Linked DNA regions of Mus musculus: all the other regions are linked to region 1. The links are chromatin contacts, called in public ChIA-PET and HiChIP or PLAC-seq maps. All regions are on one chromosome and are shown on one strand. Each heading gives the region's core, a stretch centred on a gene start, on an enhancer-like site or on the middle of the called end of the contact. The rest is flanking DNA. Distances are from core to core; before and after follow the strand shown. Region 1 holds the start of Erfe (erythroferrone). Region 2 holds the start of Lrrfip1 (leucine rich repeat (in FLII) interacting protein 1). Region 3 overlaps Lrrfip1 (leucine rich repeat (in FLII) interacting protein 1). Region 4 overlaps Gm35381 (a long non-coding RNA gene). Region 5 overlaps Lrrfip1 (leucine rich repeat (in FLII) interacting protein 1).

Region 1 (5,044 bases), core at 91-2,590:
AGGATCTCAAAACTACCCAAACCGGGGTCTTGTGGGTCACAGGCCAGGCTGCTGTGTCAGGATGATGGAGGCTTCTATGCTTCTTGCTGTCTGATGCCCTCAGTGGACACTCACAGTGCAGTGCTTCCATTATAGGTCAGAACAGGTGTACTGACCCTTCCAGGGGACCGGTGGCCTGTGTACAGACTCGCACCACTGTCAACTTGAGGGCAGCACCGAAAATACATGGAGCCATGTTGGTCAGGGGCCCCAGGAGTTGGAGTGGGAGCTGGGTTCCAGCTATCAGGGAACTGGTGACACCTTGCCCCTCCCAAAGAGGGTTCAAGGCCAACATTCCACTGGGAAGGTCCAGCCTACTCCCCACTTCCTGGTGACTATGTCTGGACCTCATGAAAGTTTTGAAGGCTGATGGCTGGGGGTCAGGGGGAGGCTTCAGACAACAAGGACATGTTTACTCCCACCAAAGGAGGCAGAAATGGGATGGTGGAAGGACCCAGGGATGCCTTGCAGAGGGAGGTATTGTAACCATCTCCAGCTGTCTTAGTGGATGTTTTGTTGGCCCCTGGGGTGCTGAGAACTGAAGAGCGCGCTGGCCTGGGGTTTCCTTGTGCCTGGCCCACAGCATGAGCGATCAACTAGACCCTGAAATTCTTCCCTGAACTCTCACCAACAGGACTGACCAGCTCCAATGAAGGCTACCAATCCACCCTCCCCAGGCCTCTAGCCACACCCTCCCCAGCCTGCGTCTCCACCCCAGCAGTTCAGGTGGAGATCTTGGGAGGGATCGCAGGCAGAGCCTGGTTACATCACTCCTTTCCCAGACGCAGTCACCTAACAAAAAGGAACTAGATCTGGGAGCCCCGCTCTCTCACCAGTCTTCCAGTTTCACGAGGAGCAAGTTAACTGCATTTCACACCTTTCCCAATCTCTCCTACTGGCCTAGTGGAGTTCTGCCGCCAAAGCCACGGTACAGAGGACGCATCCACCCAACCCTGGGTCTCACAGAGCCCCTGAGAGCGACGTATCCCCAGTGTTGGACACTGCGCAGCAAGGGGTGCCACCTTCCCCACCGTCTTAGGGCCCCCCGGGACAGGAAGATGTGGGGCGCGGCTGCGTCTTACCGGCGGGCTGTTGGCTGGCGGGGCGGGCAGCTCGGCCCCGGGCGGCTGCGGGCGTGCATGAGTCCCCACGGGCTCCGCGGACTCAGGGACACCGAGGCCCATGGCGGCGAGTAGGCTGGCGCAGGCGAGCAGCGTGCGAGCTCCGACGGGGCGGCGGGTCGAGGCCATGCTGGCGGCGGCGGCGGCAGTAAAGAGCACGGCTGGTCAGGTCGGCGCCTTATAACGCGCTTGAATCCCCCGCCTCGCGCGCGCCGCCCTCGCTGCCGTCGCCCCCTCGCGGCTAGGGCACGCTCTGCAGGCACAGGGGACCCTGAGGAGGCGGGCGCCCGATCCGGTCCGTGCACGCCTCCACTTTGCTGCCTGTAGCCCAGGGTTAGCTTCTCTTCTCCTAGCCCTGCACCCGAGGCTTTCTAAGACACCCCCCCCTTTCTCTAAGGACACCCACTGCACCATTCTGCACGTCTTCTTAGGACCTCCCCCCGCCCCGGGTCTCTTCTTTTCTCATGGTTCCAGGCCTTAATGACAAGTTGAGTACCTGAGAATATGGCAGCCCTTATGGCTCCTCCTTTTCAAGCTGGGGAACCTGGAGCACTTTTAAGGTTTCCCTGCTCTTCCCCACCCCGGATGTATCTGCACAGCTGGCACCTCTCAGGCTCCAGCTACGGAGTCTGCTACTAGCAGCTACAGAGAACTGACCCAGTCTGGCTGAAAGGTCGGATCCCTCTGATGTCCTAAGCCAGGCAGATGGAGCTCAGACTGCTGCCCACTGCCCACCACGGAGCATTCAACCAGGACAGATGTGGCAAATCCTAAAGGATGAACTGCGAGGAGGCCTTTTCTGGGTGGTTCTCCTCCAGAGAGGCAGGCCTAGCTGCCTTGAGCTGCTGTCATTACATTGGCTGTAGATAAAGCAGCACACCTGGGTTTCTTTGTTTCTTTTTTTGTTTTGTTTTGTTTTGTTTTGTTTTTTGTTTTTTCCTTTGTTTGCTTGCTTGCTTGATTTGTTTTAATCTTAAATTGTGTGCGTCCAGGTGCCCTTAAAGGCTAGAAGAGGGAGTCCAAAGAAGGGACTTGATTTGGGAAGCATGACCCTAAGATATCAAGTGACCCTGCTCTGTTCACAGTGAGGGCCCCAGCTGGAGCGCTGACAACCAGATCTGTTGCCATGTGAAAGTAGTTATTTTCCCAAACAACGGACTGTCCTAGTGATGTCATGGGTTCTTCCAGAGGGCCCAGATCCAAATAGTTCTGGTACTGGCATGGCTTCCTGGACCCTAGCTCAAGGTAATGACGCGGTCCAGTTCAGGCGCATAGCCCCAGAGCTCTAGCCATTCAGGAAAGGTTCCCGCATGTTTGCAGGGTCCTGTTTGAAAGCAAGGTCCTCAGGAGGACAGGAGTGCATGGCAAAGCTCACAGGGCGCTAAGCATAGGGTCCACAGCCTCAAAGGAGTGGCATCTCTGATTCAGAAGTGGGACCCTTGAGTGTGGTGGTGCCTGGGTCTGAGTGAACATTCTGAGTGAGTCGGGCCCGGCAGGAGAGCAGCGAGTGACCTCCCTGTGCCTTCTTGCATGGCAGAAATCTAATCCTCATTCCTGGGACCTCATGTCATGGCCTTGACCCAGCTTCCCGGCAGTTCAATGAGCCAAGCTTTCTCCGTGTCCCTCTTTCTTCAAAGGAAGGCTGTAGGCTGATGAGGTCATGGGCATGAAATCTTCCCTTTACTCAAAGACAGTGGGAGCCTGCCTGAGGCTGACTGGCTGTGCGGCCTCAAGAGTACCTGCAGCTAGCAGTGGTGTCGTTAGCTATGTATGCCTTGAACGTGGATGGACCATCAGTACTCGGATCACGTGACTGTCCCTAACATACAAAGGAGGAAAATGAGGGATAGACCTTGGGAGAATCAAGGAGTCCCCAAACCAAGGCATATCCAGGCCCAGGTACCATGTCTTGCAGTCAGCAGCTCTGTAGGCCTTGAGTGCTCCTATGGGCTCTGAGTGCTCCTAGGGTGTGGTGGTCTAAGTAACAATGGCTGCCATAGGCCCATATATTAGAATGCTTAGTCATCGGGAATAGAACTGTTTGAAAGGATTAGAAGGATTAGGAGGTGCTGCCTTGTAGGGTGGACTTGAGGTTTCAAAGCCCATGCTGGGCCCAGTCTTTCTGGCCTGCAGCTCAGGATGTAGCTCAGATAAGCCCCAGCACCTCTTAAACCAGAAGCAATCCCCCAATTAAGTGCCTTTTTCTGTAAGAATTGCCTTGGTTGTGGCTGGAGAGATGGCTCAGCAGTTATGAGGACTGGCTGTTCTCTCCTGAGTTCCATTCTCAGCAACCACATGGTGGCTCACAACCATCTGTAAGGGGATCTGATGCCTTCTTCTGGTGTGTTTGAAGACAGCTACAGTATACTCATATACATTAAATAAGTAAGTAAATCATTAAAAAATATTGATTTGGTCCTGGTGTCTCTTCACAGCATTAGAACACTGAGACATGGGGGCTCAAGTACTCTCAGACTCTAAGTGCTCCTGAAGGCTCTGGGTGCTCCCGTAGGATCTGAGTGCTCTCCTGAGGGGTCGGAGGGATCTGAGGGATCTAAGTGCTCCCTCAGGCTCTGAGTGCTCCTGGAGGGTCTGGGGGCTCTCCTGAGGGATCTGGATGCTCCTGTAGGCTTTATGTGCTGTGGAGCACTCTATATTCTAACTAGAAGTCCTCACTAGCTTCAGATGTCCGAGTCCTTGTTTTCCTAGGGATTCTGGGATATGATTCTTGGGGTGCCTTGTGGCCATCCCCTGCATGACAGGAGGATCTCTTGAGTGTCTGGTGTGCTCCAGTCTCTGTGTGTTATGCTGGTGGCTGTCCCTCTTCCTGCTCACTTTGTGGCCCCACGGTGGCTTTAGAATACTCTGCCAGTGTTTTGTCTTCCCTCTCTATGTTCTGATTGCTTTGGTCAGAGGGTGGTTGTCAGGCTGCTAACAGGAGATGGGGACAGTAGAGTTAGGGACATTTCCACACACACACCCCCAGACACTGTAGCTAAATCTGTGTTCTCTCAGCATCTGCCTCTTCCCTGGTCTCTGGAAGCTGGTGGTGGTCAGGATGCCCTGTTGTTGCTAGCACCTAGGATCTCCACAGCTCACCTCCACCAGCTGGATACCCTTGAAGCTGGCCCCCAGTTGGAGACTTATTAGACTCCCAGCTCCCTAGCTGGAAGATCTTTCCTCTTGGAACACCAATTATGCCACTGACCCCAGAATGACCAGGTTAGGCACAATTCAGCAATGCTGAGAACCATGTGTCTCTCTCTACTCCAGGATTCCCCCACTCACACTCGCCCAGGGATGTGTGGCCTTTCTAACTCCCTTTTTCTTTCTTTCTTTTTCTTTTTCTTTTTGGTTTTTTGAGACAGGGTTTCTCTGTGTAGCTCTGGATGTCCTGGAACTTACTCTGTAGACCAGGCTGGCCTCAAACTCAGAAATCCACCTGCCTCTGCTTCCCAAGTGCTGGGATTAAAGGCGTGCACCACCACCACCTAGCCAACTCCCTTTTTCTGATTAAAGTCAGTGTCACTCTTTCAGCCTTTGCCTTTGGAAAGCCCTAGGATTGCATGCTCAGGGAAACACTATAGGACATCCCCCATGGTATAGAGTCCTCAATTGTTTTCATGGGATAAGAGCTACATCCTGATCTGCAGGCCAATAGAGACTGGGCCTGGCATGAGAGACTTTTGAAACCGTAAAGCCTACTTGTAGTAACATACTTTCTCTAACAACCATACCTCCTAATCCTTCTAATCCTTTCAAACAGTTCTACTCCCTGATGACTAAGCATTCATATAGATGAGCCTATGGGGCCAACTCTTATTCAAACCCCCAACATCATGGGAGCATTTAGAACCCAGGCATGAGTTCTGTCCTCTTAGAAG
Region 2 (4,769 bases), core at 1,978-4,477, 310 kb after region 1:
TAACTTCTACCCCTCTATCTGCATCCTGGCCCTGGTATGGATTGGCCAGCCTCTTTCAGGGTAGGTGCTCATCAGTGTGTGGAAAGAGACCAGAGGTGACACAACCCGAGTGACTCAGAGAAGTTCCGGAAGTTGAAGAAATGCCACTTTGGGGCTGGAGACATGGCTTAGTTACCACTGGCCGCCTTTCTCAAGGACAGGGATTCAATTCCCAGCATCTACACAGCGTGCAGTGTATAACGTCAAGGGATCTGAAGCCCTCTTCTGGTCTTCACTTGGATCAGGAAGGCAAGTCAGGCACAGACAACCATGCAGCCGTAACACCCATACATGTAAGATTAAACAAACACAAACAAACTGAACGCCAGTTTCCTCTGTGGATGCAGAGCCTCTGAGACTTCTCACCTGCTTAGCATCCCCTCAACTCTGCTCTCTCCCCTCCTTTTTCCTTTGTGATGCTGAGGCCTTGAACACAGTGTTAGGTAAGCACTCCAGCTCTGAATTATATTCTCAACCCCTGTATGTTTGTTTTGAAGCAGGCTCTTGCTAGATAGTCCAGGCTAGCCTAGAACTGGAGTTCCTTCGGAGCGGCCTCTGAGGGCCAGGGTTGCAGGTGTCCAGCCCTGCACCATCTCACTCTGCTCCAGTCTTGCCCATTGTCTTAGACTGAGGAGATCACGCTGTCTGTCTGTTTCCTCTTACCCACGTGGTCCTCTCACAACTATTCAACCCGGCCCTCGTCCACTAGAGACGCCCCTGCTCCTACAAGCCAGGGACACTTACTGCAGAACACAAAAGCTATTCTGTAACCATCTCTGCTGGCCTCCAGCAACATGCTCAACCCAGGGTCCACGGCAGCTGGGTGGCCCCCCTTCTAACACACCGGCCATTGTCATGCCCTGGACACTTCCTGCCCAGCAGGCCATTAGCCTCATAAACAGGGGCCACACTGTGTTTCTTTTTCTGTGTTCTTTTAACAAACTTTTGCTACTGTTTTGTAAACCTCTTAAAGATTCATAATTTCCTTCTAGAATCTTCTGGAACTAAATGCGTTCAAGAATCCAGCGTTGTTAGATTTTTGACCATCTTTTTGTTAGGTATCGGGCCTCCATCAGATGCACAGAGAGGGCTACAGAGCAGTGTATGAAGGTTATATTACATTAAGAGAGAGAGAAGGAAAGACTAAAAATAACCTCATCTGGGGCAGGGCAGGGCTCATTGCTAGATGGATTCGGCCATAGCCTTACATGTAAACACTCACAAACTATCCAGCACTCTGTGCTTCCTGGATTCTGGACATGGACTGATTAGCCCAATGAGTGCTAGGCTGAATGACCACTGCTTCCATCCTCTTACTGCTGGGCTACAACAGTATCCCGCCTGGATCCCAGGCAGGCTCCAAATTGAGTAGGGGGACCTGTGGCTGGTATCTTGGAGTTGGAAGTGGATTCCCACCTCTTGGGCCCCTCCTCGACTTCTTTACATCCCTGTTCTCGGGGTTTGGTGTTTCTCCTTCCTTTGCCCAGGATGCAGGCACTTGGTTCCTGTCCGCTAGAACCAGCCCAGGGCTGACTTCCTCCTCCTGCTTGCCTTCTATGGTCTGCCTGGGCCTCTGTTCTGAACACTCATGTCTCAGAAGCTTTCTCTCCTCCCTGAGCCTCCCTTAAGAGGGCTCCAAAGTGGCCCTGCAGGTTCCCTCCCTAGGCCTACAGGTTACAGCTCCAAAAGCCTCCTTGACTGCCCAAGTTTAAGTAGGGACATAGAATAAACATTATAAAACAGACAGGGGAAAAAAGCCCAGCAATTCTCAGCAAGGAACTGACATTTTACAAGTCTGTCATTGGAATAAAAGTTTACTTAGCCTTCCTAGCACTTGGAGGAAGCTCCCCCAGTCAGAGCAGCCTTGCCTCGACTACTCTTCCTTAAAGACCAACTAACTACAGGATTAACTCCTACCTGGAGAATGAGTGGCTGAGGCTCAGTTTTTATCAAGGTCTCACAAAAGCCTGCTAAAATGGGAACCTTGGGTCTCCCCCTCTCTCTGGTATCAACTCCATAAAATACATGGTTTCACAGAGTACAATTTACTTTGAAATATTCCCACTAATAAGCAACCACAGCCATGGATAAGGCGCGCGGGGGTGGGGGGGGTGGGTGGGTGATGCAGGCTTGTAAGCCCGATAGTGGAAGGGTTGAGACATGAGAATCCTGAGAGCAAGGCTAGTTTGGGTTATGGATCCTGCCTGAACTCCCAGACCCCAAAACTATAAACTACACAGGCTGTAACAACCAAAAATCCCCCAACTCCCCGGTGCCCAATTTTCAATCACCGTCGTCCTCATCCACTGTCCCTACGTAAGTTCGGGAAGTAAAATATGCGTAAGCACCTTGCCCAGACACAAGTGGCTTCTGGCACCCGCCGAAGTGGATCTGGGGCCCTGGATCCTAGAGGAAGGTGTTCCTGAGGTCAAGAACCTGTAAACCCTCCAAGCCACTCATGGCAAGGTGGTGCGGCTGGATGAGGACCCAGGTGCTGTACTCGGTAAAACACCAAACCAGCAGTTCCCTGTGAAACTCTACACCACCCTCAGATCTCAGACCTCGGTTGGGTCCTGGCCAGAGCCAGCCAGCTGGGCAAAGCCTGCCTAAAGACCATCACTAGGGGTGGAGGGAGAGCCCACTCTCCTTTTCGTCCTTGAGAGGAACATTGGAGCATAAAATGTACTTTTCAGAGCTCCGCCTACGGACACCTTACACTCAGCCAACCACCTGATGGTAGGCAGGAGCTGCCCTATATCAGGATTTTCGAGTGGCCCAAGCCCACTCGCCTCTACTCCAGCAGCACCACGGTAGCTGAAGGGGCCACTGTCCTTGACCTTAGAACCAACTGAGGGACCCAGGCGGCGGTTGCTGGCAGGCACAGGTCTGAATCATGTCTCCCTCTTACCAGTCTTTGCGCCTCTGGACTCAGACAGTCGATTTCCTTGTTTTGCGCGCCCTCTGGGCTGGTCATGTTGCCGAAGTGAAGTGCAGACCAACTTCCCACCCAAGAGTTCGCGCGGAAGACCCGCTCCCTAGTCCACAGGCAGAGGGTTCTCAGTGAGGCCACATTCTGGGATCCAGGAAAGCCGTCCAGGCAGAAGTAGAACTTTCAACGATCCCCTGGGCGCACACGCTCGGACGCCCAACTCCGAGGTTCCCTAGCTGGGGTGCGGCCGGCGGGGCGGGGCGCAGGTGGCTCCCGGCCGGGGGCGGGGGTGGCAAGAGAGGAGCCGGGGGCATACTCCGCCCCAGCCCCGCCCAGCCTCTCCCCACGCCCCACCCACCCTATGCCCGCCTCTCCTTCCTTCCCAGCCCCTTTCCCGCGCTCTTTCCAGGGGGTTGTACCCCTTCCTCTATGGTTCCACCCAGCCTGTGTCCATCTGCTTCCAACTTTCCTTCCTCGCAGCCACATTCTGCCACTTTAGTCGTCGGCTTCGCCCACGATGGCACTCTCAGCCAAAGCACTCCTACCATGAGGTCCACTCGGGCCCGCCTACCCGGGACCCCAGCTCCTCCTCCGTAGCCCCACCCACGCTCCTCCTCTTGCACCGCCTCAGAGCCTCCGGAACCGCCTCCCTCCCCTCCAGACCGCTCCTGGCCAGCAAGCTGCTGTGCCATCAATCACCACCCAGTCCCTGCGGCAGACACCGGAAAGACTGAGGGAAAGACCCTGGGGACCCCACCCTTGGCCACGCCCTGGCCGTCCCCAGCTGAGTCAGCGCGGGAGACCAGCCCAGGCCTAGGGAGGCGCGCCTTCGGTTAGGACACGCGTGGCTTTAGCTGGAACCACACCGCATGAGCCTCTGCCAGAGCGCAGCTGCGCCCGTCACTACTGTCTTCCGAGCCGGCACGGCTTTGGGGACCACAAAGCTACCGCCCATGACCACGCTGGACAGGAGCGAGAATCAAGCGGAGGTGACAGCCGCGATCCGATAGGGAGCGTCGAGGAACTAGTATCCACGCTGGACAGTGACCCGACTCGCAGCACGCGCCTTCCACGTCCACTGGGCAGGAGCACCCCTGATTTAAACTTAAAGCCAAGCGGGCAAGCAACCAGAAGGTTCCAGTGTTGTGCGCTATGGACAGGAGCACATGGCCTGGGTGACCTGTTTTCTCCACCCTAGAAGAGCCTTCTTCGGGCTCAAAAGGAAAATCAGAGGGCCCCCTGCCTTGTTTCTCTGTACTGGAGACTCCAGAAAGATCTAGAGAAGCCAGTCACATCTGAGCCCGGCTGACACGCTTTTTTGGTAACAAGGAACCAGTGTGCGCTGGCTTATGCACATGTGGGGCAGCAGCATTCTGGTACTAAGTCTCTGGGTAGTGCTTCGAAGGACTGGGTAGACCAGAGAGTAGACACAGAAAGACGAGTTCTAGGGGGCAGGATGGCCTGGACCAAAGGGATGAAGGGGACCTAGTTTGAGGAGTACTATGCAGGCCGAAAGAAAATGGGTACCAAGCTTTGGTGAAGTGTTTCAGATGAGGAAAACTTCCTGGGAAGGAGAAGACCTGCTCCCAGCAGTTGGTTTCAGCATCACAGTTTACAAACAAAGCTCTATCAATCAGAGAGAATAGTTTTGGATAACACCGTAACGGCAAGGGCTGTGGAATTTCTATGGGGGTCCAAGTAGTTTTACTAGGACTAACTTTACAGGTGAGAGTGGAATCCAGTTAATAACACAGCCTGAGAGAGTCGGGTTACTGTATTCTCACCTAGATAGGGAGAATCT
Region 3 (5,061 bases), core at 765-3,264, 270 kb after region 1:
TGAACATCTCAGAACCTTTTCTGTCAATGTTAGCTTCCACAGGTGATCATGTTTGTGTATGAGCATGTGTGTGAGGCACGGTGAGCTAGATGGCCAGCTGCAGTATTGGGGCTACAGGTCCGTGTGAACACACCGGCTTTTTACATGTGGGCTGGGGATTTGAACTCAAGCTGTCACTTTTGTGCAGCAATCACTTTATCCACTGAGCCATTTCTCTGGCCCCAGAGCACCCTTTTTTAAACTCAGTTTCTCTACTGGACTTCTGGCTAGTGATAAAGAGGGTTCATTCGGAGCTGTCTCACTGGTGTCTGGTTAGCCATGAGCTCTTCGCTGTCCCTCATATTTCAACTCATGATGGACTCCTTTGGGGATATAACATCATGTTGTGTGGCCCTCTTAGTAGCCTCTGTCATTCGATTACTTTATTAAGCACCAAGTAACTGGGTTCCTGTCAGCCTCACCCAAGACCATCTCGTTTCACAACTAAGCTAAGGCAGAGGCTTACAGAAATCCTTACCTTCTCAGCAAAGTCTTTGTCTGGTCTTTCTTCTACCTGTGGGGGAAATGGACAGCTGTCAAATATTACAAAGCACTGAATTACAACTCCTATGATCATTTCAAAGACCTGTATTGATCTGGAGATTGATGCTAAAAAACAAAAGAAACACAACAACAACAACAACAACAACAACAATAACAACAACAAAAAGTCCAAACCAACTGCACAAATCAAGAAACGCTAGCTTGTGCTATAATTTAAAAAGTAAAAAGAGAAACTCTTATTAAACTCTGGCTCTCCCCATCTTTCCTGCCTCTCTGGGGCCCTTCCTTCCCTCAGATAGAAGCCTCAGTGGGACTTGGAGCAGTCTAGGAGGCTGAGAGCAGTGTGCATTGGTGCTGGGTCCCAAGGGATGTACACACCTGGGGTAGAGGGTGTCTTGGGGACAGAGGCTGAGTCTGACTTAAGGACTATCCCTTCCTTTGCTCAACATCTACTATGAGACCAAGTTCCATTCCTGGGCCTCTGGGAAGTCAGTCACGCAGGCACCATGCTGAAACACCATCAGAACCTGCTGCCCTCTTAATGCCAAGTTCAGAAGTTCTTAGCTTTGACCCCAAGAGTTTTCACCAAAAGAGGAGTGACACTGCATCTCAGACTCACAGATATGAGTGGCCTGGGACTCTGTGGATACCTGTGCAGGTTTACAATGGTAACCACCATGCTCTGAGGTTACAGAGCACAGACAACATGAATAGCAAGTGAAAATGGTCACCAAACACAAGACCAGTGGGCACCTCCGATGCCCGTTTCTTTTCTAGGTGTGTCCCAAGTCTAACTAGCACATGGCAAGGACTCAGGGGCCCTGCTGCACAGACCAGTGGAGTCACAGCTAGCCACTGCTCATGTGTGGGGTTATTAGCAGGTGTGAAGTTCACACTGGCCTAACTGTACAATCTGGGGATGCTAAGGCAGGCCCCGATTGAGACAGTCATATCTCACTGTCTGCAGAGTTAAAGAGCCCTGCTCCATTTTCCTTGGGGGTGTGCACATGTATGAATGTTCACAACTGTGAACATGTGTATGCATTTACAGAATGGAAGAGCCCTGCTCCCCTCTCCTTGGGTATGTATTCGTGTATGCATGTTCATGTTTGGGAGCACGTGTGTGCATGTGGAGGCCTCAAAAAAAGCCAATAGAGAGAAAAATATAGTTTGTATGTCCCATAGTTTTTTTTTTTTTTAAAGTCTTTGCTCTAACATAGATAGTTAATGCAGAATACGAAAACTTGGGGTGGGGATATAGAGACCATGTGGAGAAAAATCTAAAACTGTGTTCCTGCTCTCAACACAGATACATGAAATGTACCCTTCAGCATATAGTGCATCTAGTTTTGTCTTCAAATTGACAAAGTGCATCTATTTGTCAGCCTTTTTGAAACAGCCAGGGGCCCCAAAGGGCCCCAACAGGTCTGCTATTCCCGCTGGCTCCACTAGATGGCGGTCTAGCCTGGTCTGTCTATGGTTAGGTTGGCCTCAGGTCAGGCCCAGAAAGCAGACAGCTGTACCCTTTTCAGAAAGCCCCAGACACAAAGGGACAGATAAGTAACCCAGACGGAATGCTTCACTCTGAGCATGTCACTGCCCCTCTGAAAATAACAGACAGCACACATTCACGGCTGTTCCGTGACCGGTGTGAAGGCTGCCATGGAGACAAGGCCACCAAAGGTGGCCACAGAAGGGTGGAGCTCAAGGGCTGCTGTTGGCCACAGCAGGCACAAGGGACAAGCAAGTCATAGGACTCTTGTGACCCACTGAGTTGTTCTATCACCATTCCCCAGTTCTCCGCAGTTGAGAGTAATGCCCCACTAACAGGATTCCAGATGGCACAGTCTTTTATCATTGCCACTAAGTGTATTCAAAGACATCTAAAATTTACCAGGCATGGTGGCACATGCCTGTAATTCTAACATGTGAGAGGTTGGGGAAGAAAGGTTTGACTCTGAGGCCATGCTTGGCCCCAGAGCAAGAACTAGTCTCAATTTTCTTCCTCTAAATTTTTTTTTCCTCCTAAAAACAAGTCCCTTCTAAGAAACTTCAATGGGAGCAAAGACTCCTTCCCTTCTAAAACCAAGTCCTCTACAGGAAGACGGTAGCACAGTGAGTCCAGTCCGCACCATCTCAGTGGGTTTCTGATGAGAATCACATGATGACATTTTAAACATCAGCTTGCATGTCACCATTAGAAGGTAGAGAGACCCAAGAAAGAGCTGGGTATGAGAGAACCTAGCCTCATGGTCCCAGCTCCCAGGTGGGCCACAGCAAGACCCTGGAAAGCAAACAGGCTCCCATTGCAACGACCCTCTCAAAACAAGGGACACAGCAAACCCTGCTCAGGGAGCACCGGTTTTAAGGACCAATTCCCTTCGAATGCAGGTAACAGTGGGGCTTACTGTTGGAGTGGGGATTTTTGGTTTTATTGTGTATTATTTATTTGGGGTATGTGTGCATGACATGACACATGTTGGGGAGGGGTCAGAGGGCAACTAGTGGGGCTTGGTCTCCCCTTCTATGTGAGACTTTGGGTTCAGACTCATCAGGCGTGACAGTAAGTACCTTTACCCACTAAGCCATCACACTGGCCCTAATTCTATTTTTAAGACAGAGTTTACGGGATTGAGAGTAGCCTGAGATTCACTGCGTTGCCCAAGGTAGCCTTGAAATCAGGCTTCACCTTTCTCAGCCTCTCTAGTATTGGGATTACCATTATGAGCCACCATACTTGGTGGACCATAGGTTTTAGATCCAATCTCGTACCCATAGGTGCAAGCTTGCTCTCCACCTGGACCCTGCCTTGCCTCTTTAGACAACATGAATCACGGGGGCGGGGGTGGGGGGTGGGGGGGTGGGGGTGTCTTTGTTTTCAAATTCGAATGGGCAGACAGCTAGCTCAGCACTTTTCTATGAGTACACAAGACAGCAAGTCCTGGCTCCACCCGAGACATTCCTGAAGGATGCTTCAGATCTGTGGAAGCTCTCTTGGATTCCAGTGGGCTGTAGGGCTTAGATGAGGAGGATGCCCTAGGTGTCACCTGGCTCTGCTTGGCTGTGGTTCAAGCCTAGATCCTCTAACCCCAGCTTCTGCCTCTCTCCACGCACCTGCCCTCATGGCTCGTGCAGGTGCAACTGATGTTTATGTTATTTATTTGATGAACATCTTCTAGCCCAGTCTGTGTATCCCATGAAGGGCGAGGGCAGGTTTGCATTGCCTAACACTGTTGACTCATGACCAGACTATTCTAGGTGCTCAATTAACATGAGAAAAATATGGGGGGGGGGTGCGCGCGCATGTGTGCACTTCCTACATTTCTTTCTGTGGCTTTCCAACCAAAAGCAACTTGGGAAGGAAAAGCTTTATCTGGCTTGCACCCCCCAGGACACAGTCTGCCATAGAGGGGGCACCAGGGCAGGAACTTGGAGGTAGGAACCATGGCTAGCTTTTTTATAAAACCCAGGACTGTCTAGGGATGGTATCGCCTACAGTAGGCAGCACCCCCTACAGCAATTAAAATCATCTTTTACAGACCAACATGGTAAAGACAATTACTCCATTGAGACTCTGGTTTCAGGTGATTCTAGGCTGTGCTGACAGTTAACACTAATTAGGATGGAAAGGCTAAGTGGAGGTGGGGACGGAGTTACAGAAGAATGGGAGTGGAGTGGGGAGTGGTGCTGGAATGAGGTGGAACTCCGTCCCCTGCCACTTACATTCGGGCTGATGCATCTTGGCTCTCCTAAGAATTGTATCATTGGGAGCCCCAAACCTTTAGTCTTAGCCCTTGCAGTAGCCTATGGACACAGAGGTATATTCACGTTTTTAAAGGGGAATGAACCATCACTTCCTTTGTTTGGTGACTTTTACTCTTCGGTTGCACCACCCTGCCCCCAGTGTGTAGCACTGCCTCACTTCCTGTCTGACAGATGCAAGATGCAAAGCCTTGAGGGCTGCAGCTGACTTTTGCATTTTCTTCTGTCTTTGGCTCCTGGTAATTACTCCTGGTGAAATACTAAGCCGGGGGTATTTTCCAAGAACCAATATGGACACCAAAAACTATGTCCTATTATGGCTGGGGCAGCTCAAACCAAGCAAAAACATATGCCTTTCAGGGGGCTACTTCATCTGAAGGAGTTTATTTCTGCCTACTTGCCCCAAGTCAGGAGCAGGAGCTGTGACGTGGTGTTAACTCCATCTTTTAACCCCTGCCTTGCTGCACATCCTACTGCATGGGTCTCCCACAGAGGCCAGGATGGAGAGGTCACTGTATCCTTGTTTGTTCCAAGGACAGAGGGTGACAAACCCAGCATCTTGGTGCCTAAAAAAGCATAAAGAAAGAATAGAATCAGCCCTGTTGTTTCTAAGATTCAGGTCCAGCATTAACATAATGCTTTTCTGTGTCCCAGGGCTATGTATGCACTGGGAAGGTGGGTGTGCAATTTGGATCGGCTTTTAACAAAGTGTCAATGAAGCATGTCCAGCTTTGCTGGTGGGAAGAAACCCAGAAG
Region 4 (4,815 bases), core at 2,030-4,529, 470 kb after region 1:
CCACGTTTGAATCCGTCACTGTGAGGGCTTTACAGGGTCAGGAGCTTGAATCAAGCCAAGCCACATCCATAGTGAAGAGCTGAAGGAAAAGGCGTGCGTCCTTGTCTGCCCACTTGCCTATTTTCAGCTAGCTTTCTTCTTTCTTATACTATTCAGGATAACCTGACTAGGGGATGGTGCTACCCACCATGGACACTCCCACAGTACAATCTGGTAACTTCTCATTAAGATTCTCTTCCAGGATGATTCCATGTTGTATCAAGTTAACAGAACTAACAAGCACACGGACTTCCAGGAGAGGGTGCCCCATTGCCTACTCTCACCTATAGGGTGTGAGGTTGTTGCTTGTGCTCAATACTACTGGCCATACTTCTGTATGGGAAGTAGGAAGCAGACAAGAAACAGGTTAGGCCAACCAAGGAGTAAACATGGTCTCACTTCTAAGGCCTCCTGTAGTCAAGTGAATGGAATGTGAGGAGAAATGGTGTTTCAGTTCTCAACTTAAACACATGCTCTCTCTCTCTCTCTCTCTCTCTCTCTCCTCTCTTTTCTCTGTCAGACTGACTCTAAAGTCCACAATTTAAAAATGTTAATGGCTATGGGTAGCAGAGGCTACTGACTGCTTGAGGCTGTATGGATTGTATGGAAGTTGTATAGGAGGACGGCCCCAGTGAATCGCAATTCCAGATGCCCGTGGCTTTGAAAAGCTTTCTCCTGCTCAATTCTCCTTTGAACCAATGGAATGTGGCTGAAATGATGCTGTTTCTATTATGGACACAGTTACAGCTGATGCTTTCCTACCTTTTGGAAGCACTGAGACACCACACAGAGAAGAGAGAAACTCAGACTAAAAAAAAAAAAAAAAAAAAAAAAGGGCAGAGGCTTCGCTCAGCAAGCCCAGGGCTAGGGTTTCAGATGTGTGTGAACCATCTTGGATGCTCTAGGGCAGTGAGCTCCTGGGTGACTGTCCCAGCCCACACTCAATGCAGCAGAAAACCACCCAGCCAAACCCACAGAATCATAGCCATAGAATGAAGGCTGGTCTTAGCCACTGAGTACTGAAGGGGTTTTCAGCAGCAATAGACAACAAAACCATGAAAGAGAAGCTGGTAACATGTCCATACTATGACTGGGGAGTTTGTTGAGTAGTGCTATTAATGTTTTATTTTGTTTTGCTTTCTTTTTCATCAAAAGAGATCAGTGAATTAGAGCCAACCAGAGACAAACTTGAATTCAGGCAACCTGGAAGGAGGTGCAGATACAGTGACTAATCAGATGGGGAGGAATCCGAGGAAAGGAAGGAATCGGGACTTCTATTCCTAAGAATCTGCTATTGGGAGGGGATTATAGTTGTTAGGGGATGGAGACCAGGGATGAAATGCTTGAGGCAGGAAAAACCTGTAAGAGGGACTCTGGGTTTGTACTTAAGGTACTGATGGGGTCTAAAAATAAAAACAGTCACCAGGAAGACTCAACTTGACTTTGCCTCTCAGATAAGAGACCAAGGCTGGTGGTGTGTGGGGAAGTGAGAGCTAGCTTCATGGGAGAGTGAGATTCAGAGGACGCTGGAGGCAAAGGGATAACTGGGCTAAGGGATAACCATGAAAAATGCCTCCATGGGCATGGCCCTTGGGACTGCTGGTGGCAAAGAGCCTAGAGAAAGGCTGGAGCAGAGAGATGACTCCTCAGAGCCAGAGGACAGGCAATTGTAATTAATAGATAGGATTCAATAGCATCAAGGCCTGCCTGTGGGTAGGGTTGGGAGTAAGTCTGTGATGGTTAGTATCTGCAACTTGACAGGACCTAAAATCACTGTGGAAACAAGCCCCTGGGCACATCTGTGAAGGATTAGATATTCCTAGACACATTAGGTTAATTGAGGAGGGAACACCCACCCTAAGTGTGGGCAGCATCTTTCCATAGGGCTGGGGTCAAAGACTGTGTTAAAAGGAAAGCAAGCTGAGCCTGAGGCTTCACTGGGTATTGCTTCCTCACTGTGGGTGAAATGTCACCAGACCAAACTCTCACAACCACGACTCCCCATCATGATGGGAAACACTCTGAGCTAAAACACACCCCCTCTTCCTTAAGTAATTATTATGAGGTGTTTTGTCACAGCAAGGAGAAAGACAACTGATAAAGGTCTAAGAGAAGGGTACTAAACTCAAGCTAGTGGCAGTGGCTCAGAAGACAGTATGTGCATGTTCTACATCCACATGTCTATCCTTCACTCTGTCTGTCCATCCATCCATCCATCCATCCATCCATCCATCCATCATTAGATCCTCATTACAGAATGCCATAAACCAGGCATGATGATCAGATTAAGAAAAAAAATAGACATGGTTCATCTTTTTGTTATTGCTTTCCTTGAATTCTCTCCTCTGTGCATAAAAGTAGAGGCAACAGGCAATGCCAGTCAAGCTCTGTTCTTGGGCACTATATACTCCAGCGCTTAATAACATCAAGGGCAATAGCACAAGTAGGGACTATTTGCGGGAGAGGTGAGCAAGGCTCAGAGACGGTGAGTGTCTGATCAGAGAGTGACATAGCCTTGGCTTTCATAGTCAGCTTAGGACACCTCTCTCTACTTACCTGCTCCAGGGAACCTGTCCCAAGTTCTATTTACTGAGGTGGGTGGTACAGAGGAACAAGAGAGAATCTCTTGTTTTATTCATGAGCATTAATTTCTCACTGAAGCAATGATTCATATGATGTAGAAGGACTGGGAAGAGTGAAGCAATGATGTCTTTAGTTCCTTGCATAGTGGAGAAAGCTCTCAGTGGGTTAAGTTTACCGCCAGTGAGCAGTTTCTACGGGAAATTCCGTCCCAAACTCCAAACAATTACCTTGGAAACAGCCCTGGAATGGAGCCTGTGTGTAAATCAGAGCATGTGTGACTGTGAAATTTGGTCGTTGTGGACACACCTCCAATGGGGCTGCTTTCCCTCACTCTTGCTTTCTCTCACCTTTCTCTGCATTGTGCTGTGCAAAGACCCTCGGCTTCCTGTTCTAGTAAGCTGGCCAACTCCCTCCCCTAGTCTTGCACACATTTCTGTAACTACCCCCCAGAGGCTTCCTTCATCAAGTAAGGAAAACCGAATTCTGTTTTCCTAAGTGACGGGATGTGTTTATCCAGGGACTCCAAGCGGGCTCCAGTGCCTGGCCAGATGGTTCCAGATACGCTCAGCAGAACGCAAGGCGCAGGCCCCAGGGCTCTCCACAACCATGTGACTCACAGAAGGCCGGTGCCAAAGACGTGCACTGAGTGTCCTGCCCATGCTGGGCTGCACATAGGGTACACACAGGCTTCTGCTCCTTGGCTGCCTTAGGTGGTGCTGGGGCGGGGGAAGGGGAGGGTGTGCTCTTGCTGGAACTGAGATCCACCCTCCCAGGCCAACCGTGACTCATGTCTATTTTTAGTTTACCACTCACCCAGGTGGGCCAGGTTCCATGCTAAGTGCTCTAAATTTTGTATCTCTGTTTTTTTTTTTTTTTTTGTTTTTTGTTTTTTTTTTTTTTACATGGAGTGATCATAGGCTTTGGTGCCCGTATTTCAGCACATGTGCCTCTGGCAAAGGGGAGATTAGCTTTTGGGGACCTAGGGAACTTACGACAGGCATCTGCTGATGGCGTTGTGAGCCTGTTGAGTCCATGAGCTGAGGGGCAGGGTTGGCAACCAGGATCATGTCTGTCACTATGCGCAGTGTGCTTTGCTGGGGTAGACATGACTGATGGGTTTTGACACTCTCCCACTGGCTTGGACATTGCTTTGAAGAAAGGTCATTGGTTAGTAGCCACTCCTGTCTCTGAATCTCTCTCTCTCTCTCTCTCTCTCTCTCTCTCTCTCTCTCTCTCTCTGTGTGTGTGTGTGTGTGTGTGTGTGTGTGGAATGTGGTCAGGTTAGCTGTGCACAGCCCTCTGCTCTCCTGGGTTAATGGGCATCATGTATGATTTATCTGGTATAGAAAATTTACTTAGATCTTTTTATGGCCATATTGTCCAGAATGTGCCAGATTTCCTCAAGTTAAAGCAGGGCCAGGCCTGCTTAGTCTTTGCATGTGAGACACACCTGCTTGCTTGGTTTCAGTTGTTCCCTCCTCCTCCTCTTCCTCCTTTTCTTCTTCCTCTTCCTCCTCTTTTTCCTCTTCCTCCTTTTTCTTCATCTCTTCCACCTCGTTTCTTCCTCCACCTACTCCTTTTGTTTCTCCTCCACTTCCTCTTCCTATCCCTATTCCTCCTCCTCTTCTTCCTCCTCCTACTCATCTTCTTCCTCCTCTTCCTCCTCCTCCTTTCTGAGATATGGTCTCATGTGTCTCAGGCTAGCCTCTACAGCTTTGACCTTCTGGTCCCCCTCCTTGAACCTCCTGAGTGTTAGGATTACAGATTTGCACTACCACACCTGGCTTGATGCTGCAATTTGGATGGGGCTGGGACTTTCTGCCTGTTAGCCAAGCACCCTATTAATAGAATTACATCCCCAGCCCTTGACTTACCAGTTTAGTAGTGTGGATGGATAATCTGACTTAGAATTCCTTAGAGCCAGACTGAGCCAAAAGTGATTTTAAGCCATGTATTTGGGAGGAGGTCTTGGGAAGAGCCTGGTTGGAGCAGCAAGATGTGTGGTGAGTGATCAAGTGGCCTCTGTGGCCTTACTGGGGACCTTGTGATGACTGTCTCGGTGCTCTGTGATGTGGTCAAGGGATAGACAGTGGATTGCTTGCTTCCTAGTTCTGGCCTGTTGTTGACTGATAGATGCTCAGGGGTCCTTAGTACCCTACATCTTTGTCTGATCAGCTTGTCAACCATGTGGTC
Region 5 (5,014 bases), core at 1,495-3,994, 300 kb after region 1:
CTGACATTTGATTTATATGGGAAAGCACAGGTAAACACAGTCATCGTTCGACTATTAATAAATGCAGCACCACCAACCAAAAATGAATATACAGTCAGTGGCATCGAGACACACGTCTTTCCATCAGTCTAAACTCTCGGTCAAATCAGTCCAAGGACCCCCACAATACCCCTACATGCTATTCCTATCTGGTGAGCCCATCAATAAGTTCAGATCTACTCAACCGGTCCTGAAGCACAGCTTGAGGTTGCTGCTGCATTGGCTCCTGCCATCTGTGTGGCTGACGGTCCTTACCAGGGACACCTAGAGTACCCTGGGTCTGAATACCGCTCATTGTCCTAAGACCTGGTGACAGACCTGCACCCCAGCACTTCTGCCTTTCCCATATTTGCTCTCTTCATGCTCTGCAAGCTCTCCTGAGGGACCCCAACTTTGGCACGGGCTTGAGGCCTCCTCAGCTCGTCCAGGCTGCCTTAGCTCCAACCCTTTTCTCTATGAAAGCCATTCCCTCTCAGCAGCAGCGTGACCCGGAGAAAGCAAGGATCACATTTCCCAGTTTTATAACAAAATATCAACCCCACTGGCTAAACACTGGTCATCCAAAGCATATTCATTTCTCCTTAATCAACAACTTAAAATGCCAGTGCCCTGGGCTATCAGATGGTATGAGCTCCAGCTGGGTCTGATGCTGCTAATAATAGCCTGGACTGAGAAGGCAGGCAGAGCGGTCTGTGAGGGGCTGTGGGGTTGGGCTGGAAGCTTGGGCTGTTAGCTGTTCCCTCTCTTCTCTATAGACTTGCCCGCTGACACTGAACACACGTATGTATGTAAGCATATATGTGTACCGCCTGGACTAGGCCAGATCTGGGACAGCTAGATGGACAGCTATTGCTTCTCTTCCTATGTGGTCCCTGCTACAGGTGTGGACTCTGTCTGGCAAATTCTGCTTCAAAAGCAGCATGAGAAGATATTTGGTGTCCTTCTGCTCAAATAAAAAGTGTAAGGACTCACTAATTTCTTCCTGGTGGTGGGCACTGCCACACTCACAGCTAACTGCCCAGGGGTTTGTAGAAGCTTTAAAAAATATAATCGTGCACATATGCCAATCAATGCTACCCATCAGTAAGAATGAATACAGTTTCAAGTATTACTTAGTGGATGCATGTAGACATACCACACAACTCACCTTGACCTTTGTGGGAATTGTACATCTTGGTGAAAGTCACCCAACCTAACAGTATGAGCATGACGTGGGGCCAGCTCACAGCCTCATCGTATGCCACTGCCCAGAGTTCTTGGTTTGTCTCTGATAAGAGTGGAAACAGACAGCGGGGAGGCACATCATGCACTGGAAGGACAGTGAGACATGAAGTGCAGCTGACCCCCAGAACTAGCAGAGCAGCAAAACACCCTGGGAATTTTGGCAGATTGCTAGGGCTGGGTCTGGGGCTCAGTATGGAATACCTAGCATATATGAGAACCCGGGTTCAATCCCCATTGCTGCCAAAAGGAAAAAGAGAAAGAAAAAAAGAGCAAAGGACTGTGGGAAAATCAGGGTGAGGGGATAGTAGAGAAGCCTAGAGCATGGGGAGCAGTCTTGGAGGGGGTGCTCCCATAGGACTCTTGGCTCGGCAGATGACAAGAGCTACCCTCTGTAACCCTAAGAAACAGCAGCCTCCAGCCACAGAACTATCTACCTCTCCATGCAACTACTCTGTGGCTCCCACAGTCAATGGGAAGGGTTAGCAGGGCCCTGCACACAGTAGGCCCACAAGTGTCTACTGAACGAGCAGAAATGTTTCACAGAGAAAATGATAGCAGGAGGTCTGAGAAATAGCTGGGACTTGGTTATTAAAATAAAAATTAAATATTCAGTCCAAATAAATTGGCCCAGTTTGTACGATGCAGCCACGTTAGCCGAGGAGCTCAAGTTGGGATGGTTCCCTGGGCCTGGGCGGGGCCCGCTCAGAGGTGCGTGACAGTGGCCTACAAAGCAGTAGGCTCTTTTCCTATTTTCCATTTGTGGGCCCAGATATTTGTCTCTGGTGAGTTTCCTGAAGATGTTTCCTGGTGGGAGCAGCCAGACAGGTGTTTACCTGGCCTGACTCCCCTTAGGCCCACATGACCCTCGGCCAAGAGACCAGGAGAGGGAGGCACGTCAGTTAACTCGAGGGGCTGTGAATCACAGTTCATGTGGTAAAGCCCAAATAATTAACGCAGAACCCAGGACCACTTATTTTCTGATTTTTGAAAAATAAACCTGCTCAGAAGGGAGACAGATGCTAGGAAAACACTGACCCCAAGCTTTTCCCAGAGAACTAAAAGAAAAAAAACACACATAAGGCCAGGTGGTGGTGGCATCCGCTTCTAATTGCAGTACTTGGGAGGCAAAGAGGCAGGGGGATCTCTGTGAATTTGAGGCCAGCCTAATCTACAGAGGTAGTCCCAGGACAGCCAAGGCTACATAGAAAGACCTTGTCTCAACAAACAAACAAAAACCACACAAAAGTACCAACTTCTAAATGTAAAATCACAAAGACTAAACACATTACACTTTTGAAATTTTTTCATTTGTATTTGTAACCGGAAAGAAAAAAATGAGTCATTTTCCAATACTGGGTTACTTTTCTGCTCATAGCTTAGCATAAAGGAGACGCTTGCCAAACCTATCTAAAGGTCACTCTGTAATCACCACAGGGTAGGGGTGAGGTCCCTCCCTGTGGTGACTGCCCTGACTGCCTTCCCCACACTGGGGCTCTGGTTACCCCTTTTAGGCTGTGGCTCCCAACACTCTACAGCTACCCACACGCTATCTCCAAGTTTCCTTCCCCAAATCAAGTCTGGCCACATCCCCTCTTCTGCTGATATATTTCCTCCTGGGATGGCAAAGCCCCCAGGCCGAGGATGGTGAACATCTTAAGCTGTGGATCCGCCACCCCTACAGTACACGTGACAGGTTTGGGACTTGCTGATCTGGAGGAGGAACCTGCTGGTCTTAAGAGAATTTGGAATCCCAAGCTTCCATCTGAAGTTACACAGACAATGAGCATCAGCTGGGGTCCATTAACAGAACCAGAACCTGTACATGGAGGACGACTCCAGCAGCTGGTCTCAAATCTGCATGGCCAAGCTCAGTAGCATGTGGCTGAAGCAAATACTCCCCCAGAGGGATCATTTATCAGTTACAGGAAAGGTTGTGAAGAAGCCAGGACCCTAACGTACTTACAGAGCCCACACGCTGGCTGTTGGAACAAAATTCTGACTCAAGGTTTTAAAAACCCACAGTAGACAAGATGAAGGGTTGAAGGTACTGATGACCACCCCGGTCCCCTAGAACACATTTATTTGTTCCTGTGGCTACTTATTCCAAAGTTTACACTAACCATTGATAGATACTAATAAGCCTCAAAGCAATTTTGTTTTTAAAGGAAAGAAGTTGACCAATTAAATTAAAAGAAAATCATTTTGGTCTTTTCTGGTTCTAAGAGGATCCAGACCCTACTCCCCCGCCCCCCAACGCCCTGTTAGAAGCCCAAACCCAATCCTCTCAAGCTCCTCTCAGCTAGAAAGCTGTCCTAGGAACTACGACTAAAGGGCAAGCTCTCAGGCTGCGAGCATCTCTCTGGCTCCATTAGGTCTCCAGTTGGACAGCCATGCCTAGCATCTGTGCTAAGTGCACACCAGGGCTAACCTGGAACAGATGTCCAGCATTCATGCTGTGTGCACTCTGGGGCTAATCTGGAACAAGAACTACAAGGAGCACACGCATTCCAAGCTGGAGCAACACTAAGGTGACAATGACGAGAGCAGGTGCCCAACAGCAGCAGGTACGCTGTCTTCACAGTCCTGAAAGAGAAAGAGCCAACCTCGGAACACTCAGCCCCCATTACCTCTTTCTGCTGCCGTTCCAGCTCCTTCATCCGGATCTCTCGAGCCTCGGCTCGGGCTGCACGCTTCGCTGCGAGCCTGGCCTCCGCCTGAAACAGACCCAGAAACCTTGTTAGAGAACAGACCAGGCAACTTCCGGGCATGTAGTTAATGACACAGTAGAGAGAAAATCTTGTTTAGGGCTTAACAAGCACACTGTGTGATTCACAGATGCACCGGAGAGGCAGGGTTGTCAGGAGTAGGAAGAAGGGGAGCTCCGCCTTTATCTAGTTTCAATTAGCTGGGTGGGGTCCACCAAAGTCCAAAAACCTTACATGGGAAATCTCAGAAATAAAGGATTATTTAAACATGTCCGATGCTGAGCCGCGTGATCAAATCCGGCACCATTTTGTTCTGCCTCGCTTTGCCCAGAGTTTCCACCATCTGCCTGTTAGTTACCGTCAGCTCCGCGCCAGCAACAGCCAGAACCTGTCTTGAGGTTGCCTGCCCTCATTTCACTTAGCAATGGCCCCCAAGCACAGGGAATGGTGATTCTGACAGTTTCCATATGCCAAAGAAGAGGTTAGAAGTACTTCCCTTTAATAAAGACGTGAAAGTTCCTGACGCCAAAAGGAAAGGAAAAGCCTATGCTGAGACTGCCATGGTCTGCAACATTGTTGTTACTGTGCCCGGCTTAGACATAAAGATCCATCATAGGCACATATGTCCAGGAGAAACACAGCTCAGCAGAGTTTGGCACCATCTGCTGTCCCCTGAGGACAGGAGGACGACCACTGAGCCCTAACCAAATGCCAGGTGGATGCTGTCCTAAGAGCTTCTTTTATGTTGTATGACACATTCCTTAGCCCTGTCCCGTATCAGAGTCCGGGGTTCCTACAGGGCCCCAGTCTGACAGCCTCACAGACAGACAGATCTACTCTGTGAGACTCCTGCCAATCCCTCGTGGCCCACCCTGCTGCCCTATGACTTCCCTCTCCCCTGTAAGAAGCTCGGGTTCTCCCAAGGGCACAGTGGAGGGCTCTGGATGGTAGAGACCCTGGCTGTCAGAACACATCTGACTAGGCCAACTAAGGGGTTATAGATGGCATTTTGACCCCGTTGCATGTCTATAGACCATATGAATGTT

The links. ChIA-PET counts read pairs in DNA pulled down with a chosen protein or histone mark. HiChIP or PLAC-seq counts read pairs in DNA pulled down with a chosen protein or histone mark.
Region 2: a contact with region 1 is called in an RNA polymerase II ChIA-PET map of memory CD8 T cells, with 29 read pairs. The contact joins the promoter of Lrrfip1 here to the promoter of Erfe in region 1. A contact is called at or near these places in 3 of 39 promoter capture datasets (the 3T3-L1 cell line, the HPC-7 cell line and liver), 1 of 484 Hi-C or Micro-C datasets (muscle stem cells) and 4 of 115 datasets of contacts at active chromatin or transcription factors (memory CD8 T cells, pancreatic cancer cells, pro-B cells and 1 more).
Region 3: a contact with region 1 is called in an RNA polymerase II ChIA-PET map of memory CD8 T cells, with 6 read pairs. The contact joins the enhancer-like site here to the promoter of Erfe in region 1. A contact is called at or near these places in 9 of 39 promoter capture datasets (the 3T3-L1 cell line, the C10 cell line, the HPC-7 cell line and 4 more), 2 of 15 datasets of contacts at CTCF or cohesin (the NIH/3T3 cell line and large pre-B cells), 3 of 484 Hi-C or Micro-C datasets (LSK cells, pro-B cells and stem cell-derived neural stem cells), 4 of 115 datasets of contacts at active chromatin or transcription factors (the HPC-7 cell line, memory CD8 T cells, pancreatic cancer cells and 1 more) and 1 of 9 other capture datasets (liver).
Region 4: a FOXA1 HiChIP or PLAC-seq map of pancreatic cancer cells shows a contact between it and region 1. The contact joins the enhancer-like site here to the promoter of Erfe in region 1. A contact is called at or near these places in 4 of 39 promoter capture datasets (the C10 cell line, HPC-7-derived erythroid cells, liver and 1 more), 1 of 484 Hi-C or Micro-C datasets (stem cell-derived neural progenitor cells), 1 of 115 datasets of contacts at active chromatin or transcription factors (pancreatic cancer cells) and 1 of 9 other capture datasets (macrophages).
Region 5: a FOXA1 HiChIP or PLAC-seq map of pancreatic cancer cells shows a contact between it and region 1. The contact joins the enhancer-like site here to the promoter of Erfe in region 1. A contact is called at or near these places in 1 of 39 promoter capture datasets (the C10 cell line), 1 of 484 Hi-C or Micro-C datasets (muscle stem cells), 2 of 115 datasets of contacts at active chromatin or transcription factors (double positive thymocytes and pancreatic cancer cells) and 1 of 9 other capture datasets (pancreatic islet).

What each region holds. Positions count from the first base shown.
Region 1 is chr1:91,362,726-91,367,769 of GRCm38.p6, reverse strand. Erfe (erythroferrone) reads right to left here and starts at 1,340. Exons shown (of 8, transcript NM_173395.2): 1 at 1,122-1,340. The coding sequence starts at 1,289.
Region 2 is chr1:91,051,902-91,056,670 of GRCm38.p6, reverse strand. It overlaps Lrrfip1 (leucine rich repeat (in FLII) interacting protein 1), which reads right to left and starts at 3,227. Exons shown (of 25, transcript NM_001310732.1): 1 at 2,948-3,227. The coding sequence starts at 3,013.
Region 3 is chr1:91,096,069-91,101,129 of GRCm38.p6, reverse strand. It overlaps Lrrfip1 (leucine rich repeat (in FLII) interacting protein 1), which reads right to left. Exons shown (of 25, transcript NM_001310732.1): 13 at 518-553. Among named protein-coding and RNA genes, the nearest start is that of Lrrfip1, 45 kb to the right of the region's middle. Within about 2 kb of position 2,014, at least 105 of the 459 cell types and tissues checked have an H3K27ac peak or open chromatin away from gene starts, as enhancers often do. A contact at or near this core is called in the HPC-7 cell line, liver, memory CD8 T cells and 2 more, where this site is marked.
Region 4 is chr1:90,895,350-90,900,164 of GRCm38.p6, reverse strand. The region is part of intron 4 of Gm35381 (a long non-coding RNA gene); the gene reads left to right. Among named protein-coding and RNA genes, the nearest start is that of Gm35381, 11 kb to the left of the region's middle. Within about 2 kb of position 3,279, at least 125 of the 459 cell types and tissues checked have an H3K27ac peak or open chromatin away from gene starts, as enhancers often do. A contact at or near this core is called in pancreatic cancer cells, where this site is marked.
Region 5 is chr1:91,067,526-91,072,539 of GRCm38.p6, reverse strand. Lrrfip1 (leucine rich repeat (in FLII) interacting protein 1) reads right to left here. Exons shown (of 25, transcript NM_001310732.1): 2 at 3,891-3,977. Among named protein-coding and RNA genes, the nearest start is that of Lrrfip1, 17 kb to the right of the region's middle. Within about 2 kb of position 2,744, at least 38 of the 459 cell types and tissues checked have an H3K27ac peak or open chromatin away from gene starts, as enhancers often do. A contact at or near this core is called in pancreatic cancer cells, where this site is marked.